Regions from separate parts of the Sus scrofa genome. Here region 2 is linked to region 1. The links are chromatin contacts, called in public Hi-C maps. All regions are on one chromosome and are shown on one strand. Each heading gives the region's core, a stretch centred on a gene start, on an enhancer-like site or on the middle of the called end of the contact. The rest is flanking DNA. Distances are from core to core; before and after follow the strand shown. Region 1 overlaps SLCO3A1 (solute carrier organic anion transporter family member 3A1). Region 2 overlaps SV2B (synaptic vesicle glycoprotein 2B).

The links. A called contact is a pair of places that touch in the nucleus more often than the background predicts.
Region 2: a contact with region 1 is called in a Hi-C map of omental adipose tissue, with 3 times the contacts expected there. The contact joins two enhancer-like sites. A contact is called at or near these places in 22 of 47 Hi-C or Micro-C datasets (adipocytes, alveolar macrophages, brain and 15 more) and 2 of 2 datasets of contacts at active chromatin or transcription factors (alveolar macrophages and skeletal muscle).

What each region holds. Positions count from the first base shown.
Region 1 is chr7:86,866,375-86,871,482 of Sscrofa11.1, forward strand. All of the region lies in intron 2 of SLCO3A1 (solute carrier organic anion transporter family member 3A1), which reads right to left. Among named protein-coding and RNA genes, the nearest start is that of SLCO3A1, 230 kb to the right of the region's middle. Within about 2 kb of position 2,192, at least 18 of the 83 cell types and tissues checked have an H3K27ac peak or open chromatin away from gene starts, as enhancers often do.
Region 2 is chr7:87,567,271-87,572,378 of Sscrofa11.1, forward strand. It overlaps SV2B (synaptic vesicle glycoprotein 2B), which reads right to left. Exons shown (of 13, transcript XM_001926765.7): 13 at 1-5,108. Among named protein-coding and RNA genes, the nearest start is that of SV2B, 200 kb to the right of the region's middle. Within about 2 kb of position 2,466, at least 2 of the 83 cell types and tissues checked have an H3K27ac peak or open chromatin away from gene starts, as enhancers often do.

The DNA.
Region 1 (5,108 bases), core at 942-3,441:
AGTGCCTGACACCCAAGTTCTAGCTCCAGATCCCTTCCTGGGAGGGAGGACACCTGAGGACACTGGGATCTCATGTGACAGTCCTGACTTAGCACTGAGGTGGGCAGGGGCAAGGCAATGTGGGGCTGAGGGTTCTGTGCTTGACAAGTGGACAGACCCCTTCAGGGCAAGTCAGGTTTGCTCTGGAGAGATCCTCGGATTTGCTTAATACAACTTCAAGAAAATGAGGGAGTTCCCATCGTGGCTCAGTGGAAACAAATCTGACTAGTAATCATGAGAACACAGGTTCGATCCCTGGCCTCGCTCAGTGGGTTAAGGATCTGGTGTTGCCATGAGCTGTGGCATAGGCTCGGGTCTCGAGTTGCTGTGGCTCTGGCGTAGGCTGGCAGCTATAGCTCCGATTAGACCCCTAGCCTGGGAAACTCCATATACCGTGGGTGCAGCCCTAAAAAGACAAAAAAAAAAAAAAAAAAAAAAAAAAAAAAAAAAAAAAAAAAAAAAAAAAAAGAAGAAAGAAAGAAATAAAATGAGACAACATCTTTCCAGTGGTATCTATCTGGGCTAGAACATGGGGGTGAATGTTTTGACCTCTTTTCTGAGGAAAGTGGCTAATTAATCCTTTGTTTTTGTCTGATTGTAAAAGTAATGCAATCAGATATTTCATTATTAGTGTACATTAAACAGACAAGCAACAAGGATTCACCATATAGCACAGGGAATTATACCTTACACCTTTTAATAATCTATAATGGAATATCATCTACAAAAAAAAAAGAGCCACTATTCCATACACCTAAAACTAACACAATATTGTAAGCTAACTGTACTTCAATAAAAAAGTAATGCATTCAAAACGGGTGATAACTTCCTATTATCCTATTGTCCCGAGACAATCACTTCCAAGTTTTTTTTTTTTCCTTTTGGATATAATTGAGGTCAAACGAAGGCTCTCACGATCGCTTGATAAGTAAGATACATGTTATTATAAGCTCTTTTTGCAGATGAGGAAACAGCAGCTCAGAGAGGCTAGTCAATTGCCCCAAGTCCACACAGCTTATACACAGTAGAAGTGGATTTGAACTCAGGCCTCCAGGACCACCTAGGTTCTCAGAGAAAGAACAGACAGGGAGTTTCTGTTGTGGCTCGGTGGTTAATAAACTCGACTAGTATCCATGAGGGTGTGGGTTCGATCCCTGGCCTCGCTCAGTGAGTTAAGGATCCGGCGTTGCCTTGAGCTGTGATGTAAGCCGGCAGCTCCACCTCCAGTTTGACACCCTGGCTTGGGAACCTCCGTGTGCTATGGGTTCAGCCCTTAAAAAAAATAAAGCCGGTGATTCTAGAAAGTAATGATAGTTTTATTGTGATATCACAAATGTAGCTCTGAAGGCTTTAATGAAAAGAAGAGTCCCAAAATTATTTAGATAAATAAAGCATTTGGGGATAAGATATTGAAGGATCTTGATTAAATTTAAAAATTCTGATACAGTTATACCTCATAAGGTGAAATAATGTTGACCATTCTTTGAAAGTTGTATTTAGACTTGACATTTAGTTTCAGAGCTATGGACACCCCCAAAATAATTATCATATATCTGGTAAGTATAAGAAAAAGGATGGGAGTTCCCATCATGGCTCAGTGGAAATGAACCTGACTAGTATCCATGAGGATGCAGGTTCGATCACTGGCCTCACTCAGTGGGTTACGGATCCGGCATTCCCGTGGGCTGTGGTGTAGGTCACAGATGTGGCTCAGATCTTATGTTGCTGTGGCTGTGGTGTAGGCTGGAGGCTACAACTCCAATTGGACCCCTAGCCTGGGAACCTTCATATGTCACGGGTGTGGCCCTTAAAAGACCAAAAAAAAAAAAAAAAAAAAAAAAAAAATCAGACAGGATCTCATGGTGAAGCCTTTGGAAACAGCCAGACATGTCTGGGAACAAGAATATCCGCCTTGCAGGACAGTGAGACTTAGAGGTAGTGCGTGCAAAGCTTCTGGTACCTAGACTATACATGCTTTCTAGAATTTTCTTTGTGTCTTTGGGATGATGAGTCCAAGACAGGAGGCCTGCAGGGCTGGTCTTCCCAGGCATGTGCCTGCTTCCTTAGCTGGTCTCAGAGCAATTTAGACCCTGGAGGGTCTCCTCAAGTCGGCAGCAAGCAGGAAGCTGGGGTCGACTGTGGCTCTTCCCCACTAGAGGGCAGCGCCGGCTCAGAAGAGAGAGAGAGCTCAGGTTTGCAGAACTTCCTTGTCCAACTGCCCACCAAGCCCTCAGTCAGAGAATTGCTTTTCTCTTCTCTCACTTGCCTTCCGTGCCCTCAATTTATCTAAATGTATTCTTCCATCTCGAAATCTGCAGGCTGAAATTTCTCCTCTAAGAAGGAACATTCTGCATCATACGTACATGAATAAAACATGATGCATAAACAGCAGGCAGCCTGCAAAACATGCGATACCTATTTATCCGGTGGCCTCTGCCAACAGCCTGACAGCATTACATAACTGCCCTTGCTTAGCTAGGAGGGGGAGGGGGAGGCGGAGGGGAGAGGATGAAGGGGTGACCATTTGCTGAACACAGATAATGGGCCAGACAGTGCACGCAATTGGTGTAATAGCATTGTCCCCATGGCAAAGTTTATAAACAAAACTAAATAAAACACTCATGTTGCTAAGGCTGCCAGAGCTTACGGGCCCCTCCCACCAGTATCATACATGTTGCCTCCAAGGTCAGCTATGTTACTGGGTCTCAAAGTTGGGTGCATTTTAGAATCACCTGGGAAACTTAATACTAACCCCCAGGCCCTGCCCCCTGAGAGCTGATGTAGGGGGTCTGGGGTGCAGCCCAGGCCTGGGGATTTTTTTTCCAGGCTCTCCAGGTGATTCTATGTGCAGCCAAGTTGAGAAGCACTGGCCCTGCCCTTGCTGACCTTGCCCAAGGAATCAGCTGGGACCCAAAATGCATCTAGGCATGTGGGAAAAGGGAAGGATGTCAGAGCCATCTGATGTCAGCTCTGCGAGGTGGAGGCATGTGGCCAGACCTGGTCACCGTGCATAGTGGCAGAACCCAAGTTGCTCTTGTGCAGCCAGCCAAAGCAGCCCTGCATGCCACCACAACTGTGCGCTCCGCTCCAGAACCCTGCCTGGCATACCCGACCTCGGTGCTGCCTGTGTTCCAGGCTTCCCTGCTGGTTTTCAACCCAGCTTCTCGCTTTCCTCCAGGCCCTGGTCAGTGCATCAAAGCTCTCCCCTCCACTTAAAGCCTGCCTTGAATACCACCTCCTCCAAGGAGCCTTCCGAGATTTTCTTTCTTCTTCCTTCTTCTCTCTTCTGCCATGGTACCTAGTCTGAGACTTTTCCTATAGTTCTGCTTACTGTCTTCCTGGATGCAAAAATAAAGTTTCATGGAGTAGGCGTGCTGTAATAACTGTAGACTCATGGAAGGCAGAGATTTTTTTTTTTTTAAGGAAAAAAAAAATCCTATTTTCCATAGAGGGGGATGCAGTCCTTTGCCTGGACAAGGGACTCCATGTTTGTCTGTTGAACCATGAACTGATGACCACCCAGTCCCAGGAGAGGCGGGGAGCCCTGGCACCCTGGAGAACCATGTATCTAATGAAAGCATCTACAAGGCCAGGATTCTTAGAATGCTCGGCAAGAGTCAGTAATTGGTCAAAGCTACAGTTGTTGCTGGTCTTGTTTCTCAGTCCAGCTAAGAGAAGCTTCTCTCCCCACCCTCCTGCCCAGCAGGGCCTCGCCAGGGTGAGGGCACATGTCTCTTTGTCTGGCCAGCTGCTGGGCCTCTGGATGTGACGCCCACTATCAGGAGGAGCCAGGCCATGACTCCTCATACAGAGCCCCGTGGGGCTGAAGTGTCACAGCTGGAACTACCAGCACATCGCTTTCTTTGCGGCAGGTACCGAGGAGCAGGGCTGGAGCTGGCTGGCTCTCTTCAAAGCAAGTGAGATCGGCCTGCCCTTCCTCATCCCCCGTGAAAGCCCCGGGAAAGCTGTGGGTCCAAGCATGCTGAGACCACACTGGCTGATGAAATGAGAAAAGGCTGCGGGCAGAGCAAGGGCCAGGAAGCCACGAGCCACACAAGCAGGAAACCCACTCTAATAAACAAGAGACTGCTTCTTCCTGAAGGGCCCACATCCTGTTTGCAAGCTAAGTAGGGTCTTCCCAGAAGTTCTCTCTAGAGATCCTCTGAGCTCGAAGGGCAGCAGGGTTCCTGGCTTCCTGTTGTTCCTGCCCTTTGCCTCCAGCAGGGGGCAGTGGAGAGATGGCCCGGCCTGGAGTCCTCCAGAGTCAGCTTGGGTGCAGAGCCACTACAGAAGGAGGCTGTGCTCAAGGCACTCACCCTCCCTCAGCCTTGGCATCTCCAGCTGTCAAATGGAGCAAGCACCTGCCTTGCTTACCTCCTGCTGGGGGATGAACTGTGCCCCACCTCCATCCATTTGTGTAGGTCCTATCACTTCCATCCTGCCCCACAAAGGACCTCGGCATGTGGCCTCTAAGGAGGTGATTAAGTCAGAATGGAGCCCTTAGGATGGACTCTAATCCACCAGGACTGGTGTCCTTATAAGAAGAGGAGACATCAGACATGGGGAGAGAAAATGCCTGTGAAGCACAGGGAGAAGGCAGCCGTCTGCAAGCCAAGGACAGAGGCTTCAGGAGAGACCAACCCCGATGACACATTGATCTCAGGCTTTCAGCATCCAGAACAGTGAGAAATAAACGTCTGTTGTTTAAGCCACCCGGTCTGGGATGTTCTATAGCAGCAGCCCTAGCAGGTATACGCCTCCCAAGACTGGTGTGAAGAACACACGTGGCAATTCGTGAGGAGGTGCTTGGAAACTCAGAGGGCACCCAAATGGCATGGAAATCAGACACAGAAGTTGCTTTAGTAAGCATGAATGAAACTGTCCCAGGATGTCCGCACAACATCAGGACAGAATCAACAAACAGTTCCCTGCATAGGTGTTACCTCCTGGGTAGGGCTGGCAGAATGCGAAACCAGCAGGGGGCTCTCTCGCCTGTGTGGGACCCTCGTCTTATTTAGTACCTCCCTCCGAACCCTTCTCTGGGTCCACAGGGGTATGTTTGCTGCAAA
Region 2 (5,108 bases), core at 1,216-3,715, 700 kb after region 1:
TAGTATCTTCATATCTTTAGTAATTGATGGATTGCCCCCAGATGATTGTCTCTGAACTTTAGGAAGGCAGTGATCACTTTTCATGAGCTGCTAATTTGTGTGAGTTTCTTTTTTTTTTTTTTTTCTTTTAGTCTTTTAGTCTTTTTAGGGTCGCACCACAGAACATGGAGGTTCCCAGGCTAGGGGTCCTATCGGAGCTACAGCTGTCAGCCTACACTATAGTCACAGCAATGCCACATCCAAGCCGCATCCTGACCCACACCTCACAGCAATTCCAGATTCTCAACCCACTGAGCAGGGCCACGGATCGAACCCACTAGCCCACAGTTCCTAGTCAGATCCGTCTCCACTGCGCCACAATAGGAACTCCAGTGTGAGTTTCTTTCTGATTGAGCCAGTTTTAAATTATCAGGGCAAGAGTTCTCCAACAAATCAAACCAGCAATTTGTTGGTGCTGCTCAAAATATGATCCAAGGACTGCCACCATCCACACCACCTGGGAGCATTGTTAAAAATGCAAATTCTCAGGGGAGTTTCCATCGTGGTGCAGCAGAAATGAATCTGACTAGCAACCATGTGGTTTCCAGTTCATTCCCTGGCCTTGCTCAGTGGGTTAAGAATCCGGTGTTGCCATGAGCTGTGGTGTAGGTCACAGATGCAGCTGGGGTCTGGTGTTGCTATGGCAGTGGTATAGGCTGGCAGCTGTAGCTCTGATTAGACCCCTAGCCTGGGAACCTCCATATGCCACAGGTGCAGCCTAAAAAGCACAAAAAAAACCAAAAAAGGCAAATTCTCAGATCCTACCCTAGAAAGGGTGGAGCACAGCAGTGTGAGTGAGTTGTAACATATTTCCAAGTGCTTCTGACACATGTTAAGGTTTAAGAAGCATGGTCCACTTCTCCTTTCTCGATTTCTCCCTTAGCGTCAAGGTCCTCACTTTGGAAGAGGGGTGGCAATGTTGCCAGGTAAATGTGGCATTTCCCAGCACCCCTGCAACAAAGGGAGATCAGTGATATGCACATGGAAGCAACAAGAAGGGGCATCCAGGAGGCTGGCTGAGCTGGGAGGTGCAGCATCTTTGCCTCTTGCCCTTCCTTCTGCTTCCTGCTGAATTGTGGCTGGTGCTCCAACAGCCATCTCAGTCCATGAGGCAGCCTTGATGATGGAAAGGACACCAAAAATTGAGAAGACTACAGGCAGTAGTCTGTTCTCAATAATCAGATCACAAAGCAGCCATACGAGCTATGGTTTTCTTTCCTCCAGATGCCCTTCATATGAGAGAGAAAGAAATTTTATTTATTCTAGACATATTCTAAAACTGCTTGTTTGTATTTTCAGTTATACACCACCCAACCTAATCCTAATTAATCCCAAATTGTAAATATTGGGTGAGTGTGAGCTCAGATGCCTCCTAGAAAAGCTAAATGTGGAGGTGGAAACACCTTTCCCAGGACTGCTGGGATATTCGTGCCACAAACAAATGTCTTCCTTGAATTCCTGGTCCCCATCCCTTCTTCCATCTAAAACTTTCTTGCAAAGTCAACTGAGTAAAAACTAAGTTCTGCAGAAAATGAGCAAGTATGTCTTTTCCCTTACATGGCAAGATAAGAAATTGGCACATTCCTTGAGGAAAAGAGAAGGTGGACAGGGCAACCACATTCAGAAATCCACACTTGACTGGTAAGAAGAATTCTCCTACACACAAAAGGTGCATTTTACCAATTATGAGATCATTACATTTTGGATTTAATTTTTGTTTTTGGTTTTGTTTTGTTTTGTTTTTTTTGTTTTGTTTTGTTTTTTTTGTTTTGCCAACTTAATATCCATCTTGCCCACTTGATGTAAGAAGAACAAGTCAGGAAGCAGGAACTGGACCAGTTTTTCACCACTGTGTCCCCAGAACTGAGCACGGAGACTGGCAAGCAGTAGAGAGTCTGTAAGGATTTGACGAATACACCAATGAATGACAGACTGAATGGATGAATACATACTAATCTTTTCATGTCTGTTCTGATCTTTGCACTTATTCAAACAAAGCGATCAAATGAGCTTTCAATGAATGGTCATAGGTAAGTGTTAGTCACATTTTCCCATTCTTCAAAGACTATAGAGGTCGTGCAGTAGCATAGCAGTGACTGAGAAATTACTCCAGATTTAGAGGGAGAGCATTTCTGTAGGACTTGTAACCCACGCCTAGTACTACATGCCACCTCGGTCACATCATTTAGCCTCTCAAGGTCCTCATATGAAAAATAAGAAAGTTGAAAGAAACTTAGCATTCCTCCCAGCTGATCCAGTCAATCTAGGACTCTAGAAGAGACCTGAGCATCTGGAAATAATCTCTAGTCTCAGTTCTTAAAGGTTTGCTTACATTTATTTTTATTTATTATTATTTTTAATGAACCACTACAAGGTGCCAGAGAACCCTGGGAATGGGGTTATTTATTACATGACCTTGGTGTCATGAGCTATAAATGTCACAAACAGGCACACCCCTTTCCTATTTATTTCCAGTAAAACAAAAGATCAAAAATCAGCATCAAGAGATGACACAATACAGTTGAGACCATGAAGAGCAACCACTCCCAAACTGGGCATCACAAAAATACAGCATAAACTGCAAACAGATTTGCTCAATGAGGAAGCACCTCATCCCTTTAACTCTCCACGGATGCCATCTGGAGTTTCTCAGAGTAACAGATGAAATGAAAAAGCAGAGCGCTGCCAGGAATACGGTACATTATCCCCAATGACCTGCCACAGAGACTATTTTTAAAGACGTATCTATCTCCTCAGGAGTGATAGCATTTAAGAAGTGACCAGGTCCCAGTGCCAGACAATCCTTCATGGGGAAAGGCTGCAGAGCATGGCTGTACCTTTACAAAGGTCGAAGTGATGGATGAGATGGGCACTGCCCTTGGTTGGTCAGGTGGTTGGTGTGAGGAGCCATAAAGATAATGCAGAGTTATAGCTTGGGAATCAAATAGATTTACCCCCAAATTGTTTCAGCCACCCCAACACTCAAAAATTACTCATGTTTTAGATTTACAAGCTCTATCTTAACTAGAAATGCAGACTCCCACTGCCTGGTAAATGTTTAAGCAGTAACTGCTCATTGAACCCTATTACCCCATTGAAAAACAATGTTACATGGGAAGGGTAATCCCGGCTTACACAATTCTCGTTTATGAACCTCGACAGTGTATTCATATCACAAGAAAGTATATAACAGCTATATTACATTGGTCCTCTCACTAATGACACAGCATTGATGTTCAGTAATTCCTGTAAAACATTGAGAGAAACGCTAATACACGATGATACATTTCTATAGTTGGGGGACTAGGGATGTCAAGTCAGAGTTGGGACTTCCTTCCCTGCACTGAAAGAAAAGTGATGAATAAAGAGGTGGGGGACATGAGAAACAGAGAAAACATTTTAACCATTAAAACTGATCTCGGATTTCCCGTTGTGGCTCAGCCGGTCAAGGACCCAACACTGTCTCTGTGAGGATACAGGTTCAATCCCTGGCCTCACTCAGTGGGTTAAGAATCTGGCATTGCTGTGAGCTGTGGTGTAGGTCACAGGTGGGGCTCTGATCCAGTGTTGCTGTGGCTGAGTCATAGGCCGGCAGCTGCAACTCTGAGTCAACCCCCAGCCTGGGAACGTCCAAACGCCACAAGTGTGGCTATAAAAAGTTAAAACAAAAAGTTGATCTCGAATCCAGAATAGAAAGGTGTCTTTGAATTTACTCTTTCCTCCTATCTTCTACTCCAGAGAATAACCAAAAGAGGCCTGAAGCTATCACAGGACCTAAATGTTTCTCCAAAACTGAAAATACACTCAGTTCAGCCATCATTTTTTCTTTAAATTGTTGAGTTTCTGGGAGGCAAAGAGTGGCATGTTGCAGACTTGAGAGCATCACAAATCAATTCAAAGAACTAGTTCTTGCAGACCAGTGTCCACCTGGTCTCAGCAAGTTCCCCTCTAGTGGCAGGAGCTTACAGGTTCTCCTTCCTTCCATGCAGGACAGTTCTGCTGAGTTAAACATAATTCTTCTCTATGAAGTCAAGACTTCAGTCTATTACTGATCTTTGCCGAAGCAGTATTTTCCAGGCTTCTCACCCCACCCCCACAGCCACCCTCATTCTTGTTCCAAACTGGATCTCAGGAAAGCGTTCTCTTGGAGCACTGCAGGAAAACATATGTGACATCCACTACACTCCCTCACTCCCTTGACAGTGACATCTGCTTTGAAAACCCTGAACCAAGACACTGAGTGTAGATTTTTCATGGGACCTGACTATTCCAGCAAATACGGATCATGGTTCACTGCTAAATTTACACTTTGAAAAACTGTGGCTACATTTCCCAATTCTCCCTCAAAGCCCTCATGTTGTCCACTGCACTTTATTCTAGGCTACAACGAGGGTACCAGAGGCCACTGAACACTTCTCATGTTGCTTCTGGATGAGCAGCAACGTCAAATGCCAGGATGGAAGATGGTGAGCTTGCATCTCACCTGTGATCTGTGTAAGAGGGGAAAGTGACTCTTTCCCCCACAGGAAGAAAAGTGCCTGCATTAAATGACTTGCACAAAGTGAGTTTGCCAAGCGCATCCTCCTGACAGCAATTTAAATGGCTATGAGAAATTGGGCTTGCTCTTCATTCCATCAGCCCCAATTTCCAGGGACCTCAAACACCAAGTCCTCTCAAAATATGGCTAAAGGCTGGCAGATATTTGCAGATAGCGTTTCTGCAAATGGAACCCGAAGACAGTTATGTACAAAGTTAGTTTATAGAATACCTATCCCATTGTTTCTTGAACTAGATCAAAATAGGAATAAATATTATTCTTACTACCTAATCATCATGGAAAACTTAGGATACGTGGAGGGGGGAAAGTAGATTTCTATAGATATTGCATCAAATATTTGATTTTCTATATCAGACTATCTTTGATGCTATTGCGCCAATTTTCAAATGGAAACTATGATAAGTGATATTTTTATATGCAAAAATATATGTAGCCTGTACTTCAAGCCCAATATTCATATGATCACTCTAACTTCCCCGCCAAGTCAATTTGTTAGGTCCTTGGGATCTGA